2 separate regions of the Danio rerio genome follow, and region 2 is linked to region 1. Evidence: chromatin contacts called from public HiCAR-type data. All regions are on one chromosome and are shown on one strand. The core of a region is the stretch at or near the end of the contact, and the rest is flanking DNA. Distances in the headings are between cores, read along the strand shown.

The links. HiCAR-type assays count read pairs that join an accessible place to other places.
Region 2: a contact with region 1 is called in a HiCAR-type map of caudal fin, with 4 times the contacts expected there. The contact joins the promoter of col1a1a here to the promoter of gngt2a in region 1. A contact is called at or near these places in 11 of 18 Hi-C or Micro-C datasets (caudal fin, embryo, fibroblasts and 4 more) and 2 of 4 datasets of contacts at active chromatin or transcription factors (caudal fin and embryo).

The regions. Positions count from the first base shown.
Region 1 is chr3:21,837,841-21,842,140 of GRCz12tu, reverse strand. It overlaps gngt2a (guanine nucleotide binding protein (G protein), gamma transducing activity polypeptide 2a), which reads right to left and starts at 2,481. Exons shown (of 3, transcript NM_001302501.1): 1 at 2,338-2,481.
Region 2 is chr3:21,966,617-21,970,916 of GRCz12tu, reverse strand. It overlaps col1a1a (collagen, type I, alpha 1a), which reads right to left and starts at 2,554. Exons shown (of 51, transcript NM_199214.1): 1 at 2,473-2,554; 2 at 909-1,100; 3 at 505-527; 4 at 272-307. The coding sequence starts at 2,554. LOC137490046 (a long non-coding RNA gene) reads left to right here. Exons shown (of 2, transcript XR_011010240.2): 2 at 2,175-3,332.

The DNA.
Region 1 (4,300 bases), core at 1,232-3,731:
GGCCACAATACAGTTTACAGAGTAAAGTGATGGCTCTTTTTTTGTTGTAAACAGACAGATTTTTTTTTTTTTTTTTTTTTTTTTTTAGTTTTTTCATAACTGAACAATTAAACCTGTTACCCATAAAGTTAGGGTATATAATGGTGCTTAAAAGGATTGTTCGCCTAAAAACAAAAACTTCCTTAATATTTACTCTAAACTTTTATTAATTTCTTCTGTTGAAAACAATGGAGTGTTGGGAAAAAAACATAAAAAAATGGTATGAAAGTCTACAGCGGTTTTTCTTTTAATTCTTCAGAATATCTTCCTTTGTCTTCAGCATTAGCAACAACAAGAAAGTTCAAACACATGGAAGATATATAAATAATGCCAACATTTTCATTCATAGCTGAACTGTCCATTTTATAACCTTGAACTACAATTTTTTGCAATACTGCAAAAGCATTCTTCGTCACAAGTTTGTCTGCAGATGCTGGGTAAAATAAACACTAAAAGTCACTATGACACCAACAACTTTTGTTTCTTTTAACACTTCTGACATTTGCAGATATATTATCAACAGATTAAATTTATTATTTTTTTTTCAGTTCTTTGCACAGCACCAAAAAACAAAAAGAGAATACATTTCTGGGTTAATATCCTTGTTTTTATATTGTTAGATGTTTTATCAATGTTTGGATGACTGCAACACAATCTAGAGCATCTCTGATTTCAAAGCAGCTACTATATATCATTTGGCATCCATAAATATTGTAAACCACACTATCAAGTTTCCCCTGAATGGACTTTTTAGACCACAAAGTTAAAACTGAGTTAATCTTTTCCCTACTCCAATTGATGCCTTTTCTATCACCATATAACAATCTTTCCTTAAACACTGAGACAATAGTTCAAATGCAGTGCACAGTGTTTCCATGACTGTCCAAATTATGTAAATTTGAGGCTCAAGATTCGGTCTCAATTGTTAAACATCTAGCCATATCACATCACTTCACACTGTACAAATTTCACTGCAATGTGGTGTTAATGGAGCAAAACGTTTCATAACCCTGGGTGAAAAGGGATGTTAAAAAGGTAATGAGAAAATCGGCACTGCCACTTTAGCTCTCAAAAAAACGTTAATGTAAAGTTTCGACCAGCGTGGTCTTCATACGGTTAACCTTATAAGGACCATGTAGGTTGAAACGTTGTTAGATTAAAAAAATTGAGAGCTAAAGACTAGTCTTTGACAATTCTAGATGTGCGCACAGTTCTGTTTCCTGGTTGCTTAATATTACGGGATGTTAACCATACTTCATACAAGTGTAAAACGTTCCTTAAATTGATAATTCATCCAAGAAATACAATTTCCATACCATTCACTCATGAATTTCTTTAATCTGTTGAGAACAAAACAAGATATTCTGAAGAAACCAGCAGCCATTGACATCCATAGTACTGTAGGTCATGAATTAAATGGCTGCTGCTTTCTAACAATCTTCAAAATAACATACCTTGTGTTCATCAGAAAAAAAAGAAACCCTTATGAACTATAATATTGAGTCAACAAAGAGAGAATTTACATTTTTGGGTGAACTATTCCTTTGACCAAGGGCAAAAAATTAATTATAAGCATGTTGTAGTCCAGTAGGATATTTTATTTTACTTCTAAGGGAACAAAACTCCTAAGTGCACAAACTTGCCATCTAACTTACATCACCAAGAACAAGGCCTAAATATTAAGAGTCTACAAAGTGTTCTTGACTATCCAGCAAGCATTTTTGTCTCTAAAAGATGTATAATAGATGTCTAATAGACGTCTGAACATGGCCATCTTGGCTGAAACAAAACTAAATTAGGGCTGTCAGTGAAAAGTAATAGACCTCTTAAAATAGGCCAAAACTAGACTAGACCAGAAACGAATGACTACACATATAAAGTCTATCTATTTGACGACTAGTATAGTTTTGGGCTATTTTTAGATGTTTCACAGACAGCCCAAGATTAGCCTTGTCTAAGCCAAACTTTCTATGTTTAGATGTCTATTAGACATCTATAAAACACAAAATTGTTAGCTGGGATGTCACTTAAAATGACGCAGGTGACCATTAGCATTTCCCAGGTAAGCATAATGTTTAAACATGTACTGTAACTCAGCACATTTAGCATGGAAAAGCATACTAATGTGATTAACAATGATAAATCAGTTTTACCATGAATAAGTTGCAATTCAATTTGATGGCATTCATAACATAGCATTAGTTACATGTTTACTATCACAAGGCTACTTTTCTTGGTGTATAACTATTATATTGGTATACAAATAGTATGACAAGAGCACTGTTATGTTTCGCTTACCTATTGGTCAGTGGGTCAGCCGATGGAGGCAACAGGTCACTATCTGCACTTTAAGGGACCATGCGTAGGGTTTGTGGTCTGGCGATGAACTGAGCTCTTGGGGTTGATGCTGTTGTCTCTTCAGGATCTTCTCCAGATGGTCAGAGGTGAAGTGGGGGTGGAGACTGATCCCCAACAAACACACTTCCTTCATCCAGATTTCTGATCAGCTTAAGTCATCTTGGTAATTAAGGAGGTCAAATCACCCTGAAGCAGGACAGAGTGGTTTACATGCCAGTTTGTACTGGCTGTTCTTTTTTACCAGATTTGCTTTTATGTAAAATCTTTTGTCATGGAAAACTGTGGATTTTCTTTAGAGGACATTTCTGTACATGTTAAAGGTCAATATGTCAACTCAAAGACAATAACATACCTCTGTAGACTTTAGGTGAGTGGCTCTGTTTTAAGAAGCAGATGGCCTAGACTTGACTGACTGCATGTGTGAGGCATCTTATAAACAAGTCAATCAGCCTGTTAAAACCCTTTCAAGCAGACTGATATGGAGATTTTTAATGACTGTAGGATGAATGGGATTAATGAATTGTATAATAATTATGTGACCCTGTACCATAAAACCAATTATAAGGGTCTCTTTCTTTTTTTATACATCGGGTTTCCATTGATATATGGTTTATTAGTATAGTACAACATTTGGCTGATATATAACTATTTGAAAATCTGGAATCTGAGGATTAAAAAACATCAAAATATTGAGAAGACATCTTTTTAGCAATGCTTATTACCAATTAACCATTTAGTTTTGATATACTTATAGTAGCACATTTAAAAAATATCTTCATGAAACATGATAAATAAATCAATTTATAATGATAATAATTTCCAATACAATATTTTTGTATCCATAAAATCTATATTTTATTTAATGCCAAAAATGTACCTGTGCAACATAAGACTGGTTTTGTGGTCAGAGCAAACAAATTTTATGCATTTATTTTAATACCAGGAAAGAAGTGCAAATGTAAATAAATTATGTAAATATATATATACATGTACACAGTATTTACTTAACATTCAAGTGTATACATTGCACATTTTCTACGTTAAAAAGACTTTTATTAAAAAGTTAATTATATTAGAAATTAAAATCCTCACCCTCAATTTGTTCCAAACTTGTAGAAATTTTTATTATTAACGATACCATACAGTCGTGCACAGAAAGGATCAAACACAGTGACAGAACCACTTAGAGAATGTACTCGTTTTAACTGTCACTGAGTCACTGACAGAGAAAGAAACATCAAGTGTTGTCTAGTATTAAAAAACACTTCTTATCTATTATCATCATTCAGATCGTGAAATATGTGAATTTGTCTGTAAGTTTAAAAACATATATTTATGTGTGGCATTTAATTAGAAAAGTGGCAGTTTATTTATTTAATACATGGAAACAAAAAAATGCACTTGAATATGGAAAGTGTTTTACTACAGTAAACAGGTGGGTTGAGCCTATTTGGCTTATTCAGAACTCAAATATGCTGGTCTATGCAATACAGTGGGATACTAGTATACAACCCATATTAAACAGACATTTTAAGTGTATTACTATTAAATCACTACTTATAAATGTAATATTAGGCTTTGTATATATGAAAATCCTAAAATCGCCCATTTAGGATGTAAAAAAAACAAACAAACAAAAAACAATCACCACTCAAATCTCCGACAACACCATTGACTCCTAATAGGAAGCGGCAGGGTTCATCTACTTTTGGGGTTTCCAACACATTTCCATTGTGGTCTGCACTTTGCAGTGAATGTCTGTATTTGCACGTGTTTTGAGAATTTGTGTGCACGGTGTCGTATTTTCAATTTGTAAGTGTTTTCTTAACTTGCAGTGCATTTGAGCTCTCTCTCTCTCAGCCACTGTACCTTTGGCTTGCATTGTATTTGATACTAAAAAAGT
Region 2 (4,300 bases), core at 1,305-3,804, 130 kb before region 1:
ATGATTATGTATCAGTGTCATAATAAAAGCCCTGCATAACCTCAGTGACACATTTTGACGAACTGAGTAGCTAAATAAATTAGTTTAGATCATTTTAGATCAAATCAAAAGTAACTTAAAAGGAATACAACACGGTTTTCTGTAGTGTTCATGAGATCTAATTCACAATTTTTGTTTAGGTCTTCAAGATTTTAAAGACAAACAGCTATTGAACACAACCTCTGACAAAACAATAAGCAGATGCACAAAAAAGTCAGAAATATCAACCTACCCTCTCACCCTTGTCACCGGGAGAACCTCTAGGTCCCTAAGAGAGAGTGATGAACACAAAGCAGTTCATGAGGATTTGTTTTCCCCGATAAAGATCAAAATAACTATCTGAAGTAGTACCTAGGTATAGTATTCTTATTAAAATATTACAGACTACAAATCAACATCCTCATTGAACTGAAAATATATTTTAGGCATATTGTAATTTATAACAAAAAGTAAAACAACATTTACCTCAACACTGGGCTCCTGGAAATCTATAGAGTTGAGGAAATAATAAAAAAAGAAAAATTAAAACCAATATTAAAATGAGAGTCTCTTATAACTCTATTATAACTCTTATAACAATAATATCTCTCAGAACAATAGCCCAATTTAACAATCATCTAATCAAGTGAGTCTGTGGTTTTCCCCAATTAGATTTGTGGCCTTGACCTTTGACTTACAGGCCTACTAGACCCAAGAACCAAAGAGAAATTAATCCAGTGAGTGCCCATAAGGCTGGTGGCTTGAAGATCACATTTTAAAATCCAATGGGGAGAGAATGTTGTGAATCCGTGATAAATTTCCCAGATATCTTAAATGTGGGATGTGGGGTCGCCCAGGGTAAGAAAAGGTGGAGAATCAAGGCGTCGTACCGTCGTCTGGGCAGACGGGGCAGCACTCGTCGTGGGGAATCACTGGGTTGGGGCAGTCGCTTGTGTCCTCGCAGATCACTTCGTCGCACATTACGGTGCCGCTGTCGCACACGCAGATTTGGCATGGCTCTGGTTTCCAGACGTCCCTGTCATTGTAGACCTGGCCGTCCAATGTGCAGCTGCCGCCAGTGCCTGCAGGAGTAATGAGAAAAACACTTATATAAGTATGAAATTAGAAAAGATGGCATTTAATATTCGAGTATGTCGAATAATTTATTAGATATTCATGTCTAATTCAGGTCAATAGGTTTCTTTTTTACAGTAGTCAGGCTAAATGAGTGACGCAGGGTGGGAAATGCTTATAATGCACTTTTGCAGATTTTAAATAACCTCTAAACTGTGATGTTATCACTTTTCGAAATTATTTAGTAGCATCTACTGAAATGAGGACTTATCTTGTGTGCTTTGTTTTGTAAACATTATGCAAACACGTGGGAAAACAATCCATTGCGTCAATAAACGCACACACCTTTACCTTAGTGGTTAAACTGTTTGGTTTGAAAATGCCCCCTAGGTGGCGCAGTGCACTTTTGCCTAAATTCCATTATTCTGGTGGAAAAGCTTGAGGGAAAATTTCCACGTCTGCTAAAGCTGACCGTCATGAAGTAATTGAAGACCGTCGGCTTGGCAACGACTAACGTTTTCCTTCTGTGGAAAGTCTGCAGGGTCCGCATGTGTTTTCAATCATCATAACAGAGGGGGGAAAAGTGAAAGGGATGGGGGAGGGGAATCTTCAAAATATGGTGTCATTGCATATTTAACCACCAGGTGGCGCCGCGACACCGTCCAAAACACTTCAGCTCTAATACTGGTAAAAAAGTATTGGTCTGGAATATACATTAAATATATAACTTATATTTAAACTACTCTTCTCTCTGTCCTATTGGTCAGAAAACCGAGTGGCTCTGTTTTAACGCAATCAGCAGAATTCACTATGGAGTTCGGAGAGATGCTCATCCAAGAATGAGATCATCTCTTTTTGTTTCTGGGAAACTTTTTTTGATGGATGTGCTATTTTGATTATTTGTACTTAAATCTAACATGTTTAATGTCTAAAGCTTCTTTTTTCCACATCTGGTCAAATCTATAACTGTATACTAAACTATTTATATTTTACACCTTAAGAAACTGTTAACATTTTCTATTCAAATGTAGCACATTATGGACTTTCAGATCTTTCCCCTGTCTGCTTTTCTCTTTTAGCAGCTGTTGGAGGAGAGTTTCCAAACCTGTGCCAACTTGTCTCCAAAGGCTCACGCATGCAGAACGTGAAAGGCCCAGTTGGTCTAATGCACATCCAGACTAAGCAAAAAGTTCTTCACCATTCCAGAAGAATATAAAAACTATGCTTCAGGCGACAGGACAATGCCTCATAGGAAAAAAATTCATGACACAATTATTTCTATTGCTGCCTCCCTCCACAGCATCACAAATACCCTTGCCTCTTCACTTTGCACCCACTACCCTCCAGCAAAGCTTGGAAAGTTAGAAAAGTTATACTTACGATCGTCCTCGCCTTGTCCTCTTGCCAAAAGCACCGTTGCGCTGAGCAACAGCGCCAGCCGAATATCCACAAAGCTGAACATGTCTAAATATTAGACATGTAGACTCTTTGAGGCGAGGGAAGTTCTGTTTTCCTTTAGACTCCAATCATACACGGTAGGGTCCGGTCTTCTGTGACTCCAATCCAGACCCCAGCAGAAACTCCCTACTGCCTAAACTAACTCTAGGTCCTGGCTTTTATACCCCAAAGTTTCTGGGAGGCGCCGGGAGCAGCAGATAACTCAAGCATGTTCATGTATAATAGAAAAAGCGTCCCTCCTTCACCGGACAGGGGGGCTGTCTTCACAACGTTTGCAGAGCTAACTTCTAAAGAAACCTGATCTCTTAATAAAAAGGTGAGGGTTTGCACTCAAAATTTCTTTTTGGTGAGGCTAGGTTGTGTGCCAGGGTGACCACCTGTACTGCGGGCATCACTCCGGACTTTTGTTGCAAATCTGAATTCAGGAAAAACCACGACTTTCTTCACAGAGGGACTTGGAGATGGATGCAGTGATTTCTGAGCTAAATTTGTCTTCGTTTCTTAATTTATTTGTATACTGATGGAACAGTTCTGATTCACAGGCTTCATAAACGGTTATTACAGTTATTTCTTCATTTGTGGAATTCTGTAACCAAGAACTGTACTATTTTAGATTTTTTTTTAGTATTAAATTGTTATCTATCTATCTATCTATCTATCTATCTATCTATCTATCTATCTATCTATCTATCTATCTATCTATCTATCTATCTATCTATCTAGCTATCATTGTGCGGTCATCTGTAGTTTGTATTAAATAGTAAATAAAAAGTTGTTTTGTATTTTGCTTGTTGATTATTTATTTTAATAGCCCCCAAATTACTGAAATTATTAGCCAAATAGTTCACCTTATATAAAATCAGTTGTGTTTGGTAAATAATGGAATAATAAATGTGAAACTGAAGCCTTTTATGTTGATGTTATTTCTGAACTGACACATTTTCACATTATTATCGACAGTGTCACACTTTTTAACGCGTCACCATATTTTGCATTCGCTTTATCAACTTCTACTTGATCAATTGTTTTAGCCTAATCGCGAACTGCATTTTGCATGGTGCAAAAGCTGCATGCACTGAATGCTCTCATCGTATCATCAATTTGATTTTACTGAAATGTTTAACCAGCATTGCATTTACACTTTCAGTGGGATGACTTATTTTTGGTAAAGTGAAAGAACCCACACTGGTAATAATAAGAATGCACAGGGAGATAAACTAAACAACAACAACAACACAAAAACGTATATGAGGAAATAATGGCCCAGACTGTGATAGGGAAATATTTTTTAAGGTGCATATCGTCGATACGCGGCACAGACGAGCAATCAGCAGTGATTTGGCCCGCACGCGGCTGCATCTCTTCCGCAGACACGTCGCACCTCTGGATGTGGCCAACCAGAGCTCACGCTCCCCCTCTCTTCATCTTCATAGCGGCGTCTCATCCAAGAGCTGCGTCTGCCTCCTCATTCCCTTCACAATGCAGATGAAAGGAGTCGCGAGCTGAGAGAGAAAGAGAGAGAGAGGACGCCACCTCATCGCTTTCAGGTGCACGTCGGGTCAGTTGCGAGAGAAAAAAAACACTATATTGCCGGTCCAAAGTAGCACTAGCTGAATAAATAGTGCAGCTGCAGGGGATGGGAGCGCCACAAATGCTGCATTTGGGTCTTGGGGTAAACCCGCGGGGTTTTTAATAGCTTTTAACAATTGATATCAATAAAGAACCAGTATTTTAAGTGTACTTATTGGTA